Regions from separate parts of the Sus scrofa genome. Here region 2 is linked to region 1. The links are chromatin contacts, called in public Hi-C maps. All regions are on one chromosome and are shown on one strand. Each heading gives the region's core, a stretch centred on a gene start, on an enhancer-like site or on the middle of the called end of the contact. The rest is flanking DNA. Distances are from core to core; before and after follow the strand shown.

Region 1 (3,601 bases), core at 638-3,137:
CTCTGACTTTTCTTGTTTTCATTGACCTTAACAGTTTTAAGGAGTTCAGGGCAGATATTTTTTCAAATGGCCCTGAATTAGCGTGTCTGATATTCTGCCATTACACTGGGATTATGTGTTCTGGAGAGGAAGACCACAGAGGTAAAATGTCATTTTCACCACATCTTATCAAGGGTACATGCAATCACTGTGCCCTCACTATGGATGTTAACATTGATCTAGTGAGGGAAACAAACACACTTAAAAAAAAAAAATTTTATGACCACACCCACAACATATGGAAGTTCCAGGGCCAGGGACTGAATCCAAGCCACAGCTGCAACCCGCCTGGATCCTTTTAACCTACTGCGCCCCGGCAGGAACTCCACACACATTTTTAACCATGAGTTCACACGAATCTAATACCACAGGATTCTTCCCTACCTTCCATCATCCACTCACTCTTTTCCCATAGTAAAACACTGGCTTCCAACAAATCAATATATTTATTTGTTTTCTCAATCCTATGATGCATACAAAATAGTTTCCAAATCACTGCTATTATGAAAAAGAACCTACAAAGTTGAGTTTAGGGATTGCTTGCATTTTTTTTTTTTTGGCTTTTTGTCTTTATACAATAGAAATATAGGCTCCTTATCTGAGATATATAAAGTTGTAAAAACTTTTGTCATTTTTCTTTTGCCTTTGCTTATGGTGTATTTTGCCTTACAAAGTGCTTTAGCTTTGTGTTCCCAAGTGTAGCAGTCTTTTCTTGTATTAAGTTTGGATTTTTAAGTCGTAATTAGAAAGCCTTTCCACACACTCAGGTTATAATGGAATTCACCTCTGTACTTGTCTGCTATTTGTACGGTTTAATTTAGAACTCTGATAAAGTTGGTGATTATACTTTTGTATGATATGAAGCATGAATACACTTTAATTTTTTCCCCAATGGTTATCCAGTTATTCCTCAGGGTTGCTCATTAAGAAGTCCATTTCTGGAGTTTCTGTGGTGGCTCAGCGGTTAAGGAACCCAACCAGTATCCATGAGGACACGTGTTCGATCCCTGGCCTTGCTCAGTGGGTTAGGGCTCCTGTGTTACCATGAGCTGTGGTGTAGGTCGCAGAGGCGGCTTGGAGCCTGCCTTGCTGTGGCTGTGGCGCAGGCCAGAGGCTGTAGCTCCTATTCGACTCCTAGCCTGGGAACTTCCATATGCTTCAGGTGCGGCCCTAAAAAGATACACACAAAAAAGTCCATTTTTATCCCAATGACTTGCTACCCTTATCATACAGTCTGCTTCTCTGTTTAATATTTCCAGGCTTTCTCTCCTAGCTGACAACTCATGGACTAATACCCCAGCTACCATCATAGACTTCTTGGCCGCTCTGGGGGCATGTGGAGTTTCCTGGGACTGGGACTGGGACTGAAACTCCACCGCGGCCGAGACCTATACCGCCCGAGCCGCCGCGCAGAATTCCTTAACCCACTGCACCGGGCAGGGATCGACCCGGCGCCTCCACGGCGACCCCAGCCACGCCGTGGGACTCAACTCGCCTCGCCACAGCGAGGGAACTCTTGTGCAAGATGTTGTAAAATTGGTTACGGAACCAACTCCAGGGCTTTTACCTCCCTCCAGAACATCTGGTAAAATGCCTGCTGCACGGTCCGGACGACTCAACACGTGAGAAGAAACTTCGCACATATACCGCCTCTGCAGCCACACACAGACGTCTGCCCGGCGCTGAACGGTCCCAGCCACACACTCAACCACCGAGTCAGAACACGCACCACCACGGCCGCTCACACACTCACCTGCCGTCGGAGAGACGACCACGCGCGGACAACAAGCGCAACACACAACTTCACGCAGCAGCCTGTGGACACAGCGCACCCCGTCCCATCCCAGACGGTCTCTTTCTCTCACACACAGACACACGCACGGACCCGCCCACCAGAAACATCGCGAGATCTTGCCTTGCGGTTTGGTTACTGCCTTTGGGCCTGGAGACTACGTTTCCCAGAAGCAACTGCGGCGCTGTTCCAATCGGGACGCAGCATCGGCGGTGCTTTGTGCGTCTGCGCCATCTTCCGGCTCCCGACTCCGCTGGTTTCTAGGAGGAAGCGCCCCGAGGCTAGAGTGGGCGCGGCAGCGGGGGCATCTGGATCCAAAGAGGCGGCAGGTGAGGGGCTCCGGAGCTCGCCAGGTGTTGTAGGATCCGCGCGGGAGCGAGCTCCACGACCAGGCAGGTCTCGGGCTTAAGCAGAACCGGAACGTCTTACCCCCACGTAAGTCAGCGGCTTTCCTCGCTCTGGACTACATTTCCCATCGGCCCCCGCAGCGCGCCCTGCTGGCGCCCCCTACCTGCAGTCGAGCTCATAGCCCGGGTGCATGGATCCCTAAGGTGGGTGTGTCTCTTGGAGGGTCCTGAACTCCAGAAAATGCTTGCTTATGGATGTTTTGCATTTATTCTTAACGTAGTTGTTTTTTTTTTTTTTAAATCTTTGACGAAGTGAGTTGCAAGACCCCAGAAGATTTGGAACCACTAGTTTATTCCGCAGCATAGTGAGGTTCCCAGACTAGGGGTTTAATCCGATCTGTAACTGCCGGCCTACAGCCACAGCCACGCCAGATCCCAGCCGCTACTGCGACCTACGCCCCAGCTCAGGGCAACGCCAAATCCTTAACCCAATGAGCAAGGCCAGGGATCAAACCCCCATCCTCAGGATACTAGTCGGGTTGGTTAATCACCGAGCCATGACGGGAACTCCGGAACGGCTAGTTTAGAAGCTGTGACATGTTTGAACATTTTACCGGATCTTGTTCAAAATTTGTTCAACCTTGGGGAAACGGTTGGGTAAATCACAGGCCAGCCCTATAATAGAATATTTACAGCTGATACATATAATGCTTAAAAAAAAAAGTGGTCACGAGGAAAAAGACCTGTTATGTGCTATTAGGAAACATTTATCATTATTTCATTTACACACTACTTAGAATTAAATATTTGTAACACTCCAGGCACTCTAAGTTTTTATGAAATGAGCCTCCGCATCTTAATACTCAATACATCTTAATACTCAATGTTTTCCATTCTGGTTTTGGTTTCGTTGGGGAGGAGGGGCAGTTAGCCTGGGCATGGGTGGGTTTGACGTCTTTTTGTTGTTGCTTTTGTTTTATGGCCGCACTCTTGGCATATGGAAGTTCCTGGGCTAGGGACTGAATCCAAACTAGGGGTGTGACCTGCACAATGGCAACCACAGGATCTTTCAACACTTCAGGATGGGGAGGTGGGGGTGCTGCAGTCAGGTTCTTAGCCCACTGTGCCACAGTGGGAACTCTGGGTTTCACTTCTTTTGCTGCATGTTTTCTTGTACAAAGGGCTCCATTGTGAATATCTTTGTCAGCTGATATTGTCAACCACATCATTTTTGATAGTTGCTTGGCATCCATCATATGGCTGTGTCAAAAATGATTCAACCACTTGCCTACCTGTGAAATGTATTAACTTTTTGGTTCAGTTTTTTAGCAAATATTATGCACATAGCTTTGCTGTCACATTTGTGCAGGGCCGTCTTTATGTGACGAGAGTGGAGCACTGGGCCTACTCCATCTAATTCGCC
Region 2 (3,601 bases), core at 293-2,792, 120 kb after region 1:
TCGGAAGTCAGTGGTGATGGCTCCACAGGACACAGGGCTTTGACTGGCTCACTGCTGGATTCCCAGCCCCTAGAACAGTGTCTGGAAAGAGGAGGTGCTCAGAGAGTCGCTGAATGAATGAATCTCTGTGCACCCCAAGCCTCTTGTCTGCTGAGATTCTGCTGAGCAGAGGATGCAGGAATCCCACATCCACACCCCTTCAGCACTAACGGCAAAGGAACAAAGGAAAAAAAGAAAAACAACTCAGGCTTCTTCTTGACCTACTTCTCTCCTCCCCCTCTCTGCACACATTTCTGCTGTAACCAACCTCCCTTTGCTGCATTCAGCAGTGAAAAAGCCTGACTTCACACCTGCCTCTCTCTGTAAAGCAGGTGACACCCTACAAATAAACACTCACATGCCCTGTAGGCAGCTCTTGAAAGAAACCTGGGCAAAGGGACAATGCGCCCTATGAATTTGCATGCATTGGGGAATATTTATTGGATAAATGAGTATCTATGATGAAGAAAACGGGAACCCTACAGAGCGTCCTATGGTGGTGGTGCTGGTGGAGGTGAGTGGATGGGAAGATGGATGGATTTAAGTTCCTCCTAATATTTCTCCCTGGTCTTGGGAGACCAGTAAACCCCAGGGTAACTTGTCCTGATGACAGCCACGGTGTATGGTTGCACTTGAACCTCACGACGACCTTAGGAAGTGATAATAAAATTACGATAAGAATAATTATGACACCACATGGAATCCTCTACGTGGCAGGAACTGTTCTGTTTCACTGTATTACTTCATTTGTGTCTTCATTACCACACTATACAGTAGATACTATCTTGATCCCCATTATACAGAGGAGGAAACGGAGGTGCAGAGAAATCAAGTTGCTTTCCAACAAGGTTCCTTAACAGGGAACAAATGACAAAGCCAGAACCTGAATGCAGCAGTCTACCTGGGAAGCTATCACCTGATGCTGCCCTTTGCCCCTCAGAGGTCAGAGCTAGTCACCGAACCACATCCAGCTGCAAGAAAGACTGGGAAATGCAGCGAAAATTTAGGGGTTCTGGCAGTGGGAGAGGTAGACAAGTTTGGGGAACAATGAGCAATCTCTATGCCTCCCAACCTTGGCTTTCTTTCATGAGTTAAGATTCAAAAACTTAGCAGCGCCCAGCTGTTGTTCACCATGGGTGAGGCAGTAATTAAGACAGGTGCTCTTACACATTGGTGATGGTGGCGGGGGGAGGGGGGCAGGTGCCGGCTGGAAAATCATTCTGGGAAGGTGTAGGTAGAATTAGCTATGGCTAACCAATGCCATCTCAGTATAGAGAGTGTCTTCAACTCCCCGCTGGTATTGGCGAGCTGCTTGGTGCTGTGGGGAAAAATACACGTTGGAACTGGTGTTGGAATCTGAGAGTCTAACCTCCAAAGTCCTTCAGCATCGCTTCTGCCGTATTATATCAGTCAAAACAACCCCCAAAGACGACCGCAGGGAACGGGAAAATAGAGGCCAGCTCCTGAGAGAAGAAGCTGAAAAAAATCATGGTCATTTTTAATTTACTATCTTTAAAATTTATTTTATTTTTTGCCTATTTTTAGGGACACATCCCTGGCATATAGAGGTTCCCAGGCTAGTGGCTGAATCGGTGCTGTAGCTGCTGGCCTGCATCACAGCCACAGCAACACCAGATCTGAGCTTCGTCTGTGACCTACACCACAGCTCACCACAACACCCGATCCTTAGCCCACTGAGGGAGGCCAAGGATTGAACCTGACGCCTAGTAGATACTAGTCAGATTCATTTATTCTGAGCCACAACAGGAACTCCAAAGGTCATTTTTAATATCAAAAATGAGAAAATTTTTAAAGGAGAAAGGAAATGAGGGAAAGAGGAGCAAAAAAAAAAAAAACCCTCAAACAAACAAACAAAACAGCTTATGGGTAGAGATAGTGTGAGGGCCCCTGTCCTAAGACCAGAGGTTCCCCGGGATGGTGGCCACCGCTTCAGGGCAGATGGATTCTGCTCTGCCTGCTCCATTTCTTTTTTTCTTTTTTTGCCTTTTTTTATTTTTGCCTTTTCTAGGGCCACTCCCACGGCATATGGAGCTTCCCAGGCTCGGGGTCTAATTGGAGCTGTAGCCACTGGCCCACACCACAGCCACAGCCAAGCCAGATCTGAGTCACGTCTGCAACCTACACCACAGCAACACCGGAACCTTAACCCACTGAGCAAGGGCAGGGATCGAACCCGCAACCTCATGGTTCCTAGTCGGGTCCTTAACCACTGCGCCACGACGGGAACTCCTGCCTACTCCGTTTCTGGGAGCTTCAGGATCTTCTAGCTCAGACCCAAATCAAGACAAAAACACAACCTTACCGACCGTGTCCTATGGCCTTCTGCAAATTCACTCTATCTAAGCCTCTTCTGCAGTTAAATGACAGGATACGTGTACCAAGTTTCTCTGGCGGGGGGGGGGGCTGGTACGTAGTACACTCGGGTGATAGGAGTATTAAGACTTGTTATACCCAGTGAGAGGGTACAACTCAGAGCTACATGGTGAGGATTCAAAGAGTTAATCCACCTCGGATCACACCGTTATAAAATATAAGAGAAACTTAGTATATATAACGAAAACAGTGAAGGCTTTAGAGCTGCACCATCCAACTCGGGGGCCAGCAGCTGTTACTACGAAAATTTTAATTTATCAAATTAAGTACAGCTAAAAAGTCAGTTCCATGGCCACACCAGCCCCATGGCAAGGGCTCGACAGCCCGCGCACACCCAGTGGCCACCTATTGGACCTCGCGGGTCAGAACCGGTTGCACAGCGCTGCTCGGAGGGCCCCAGGTCCTGCTGAAAGGATTCGAGGCCAATTAACTCAGGTGAACCACACAACCACCCTGTACACAGGGGAGCTTTCCTGACTGCAGCCTTTTGGCGGAGGAAACCGAGGCTCCGAACACTGCCTGTCTCCCGAGCAGGTCTACTCCGTTCCTGCTGTTCTTTTACTCTCGTCGAAGCACTTCCCCTGTCCTCCCTTCCACAGCGCCCGCGGTTTCCTCGCACCTCCCTCCTGCCTCCCCCTCCTCTCTCCAGTTTCCCTCGCCTCCGCCACCCGCCGTCTCCCCGACTCCCTCGCTTCCCTCATCCTCCTTTCTCAATCCCCGCCCTCCTGCGCTCCCACCCCCTCGGTCCCCGCCCAACCCACTCAGCGCGCGGAGGCACCTGGGAGCGCGGATGTGGGCGTGGCCTCGCGCGGGGGCGGGGCGGGAGCAGCGGGATCGCGCAGGCGCAGACCTCGCTCTAGCCGGACAGACGCGGGCCGGATCCCAGCCTGCTCCCTGCCGCCGCCTGGCGGCAGCCGGCGAATCCGCACCTCCCGTGGGGTTCCCTGGTGTGGCGTGTTTTTCTCGTGCGGCAGGACCACGCACCCCAGGTCTCGGGAGGGATCCCGAAGGGGACTCTGAATCCCCTGCGGGCCTCAGTTTCCCGGCCTGGACAGTGGGTGTGAGGACCGACCGCACCTGTGGGGGGCTGCGGGGCTGCTGCTCCGTTCTTACTGCTGTTTAGGTAATAGTGACGGTCCCGCCGCCGCCGCCGATGCTGGCAGTCACC

What was found. Hi-C and Micro-C count contacts between places; a contact is called where the count stands out from the background.
Region 2: a Hi-C map of skeletal muscle shows a contact between it and region 1, with 7 times the contacts expected there. The contact joins the promoter of SMIM17 here to the promoter of ZNF583 in region 1. A contact is called at or near these places in 3 of 47 Hi-C or Micro-C datasets (heart right ventricle, mesenteric adipose tissue and skeletal muscle).

Annotation. Positions count from the first base shown.
Region 1 is chr6:60,719,408-60,723,008 of Sscrofa11.1, forward strand. It overlaps ZNF583 (zinc finger protein 583), which reads right to left and starts at 1,888. Exons shown (of 4, transcript XM_021095099.1): 1 at 1,793-1,888. It overlaps ZNF582 (zinc finger protein 582), which reads left to right and starts at 1,638. Exons shown (of 5, transcript XM_021095108.1): 1 at 1,638-2,160.
Region 2 is chr6:60,842,945-60,846,545 of Sscrofa11.1, forward strand. SMIM17 (small integral membrane protein 17) reads right to left here and starts at 1,543. Exons shown (of 5, transcript XM_021095126.1): 1 at 1-1,543.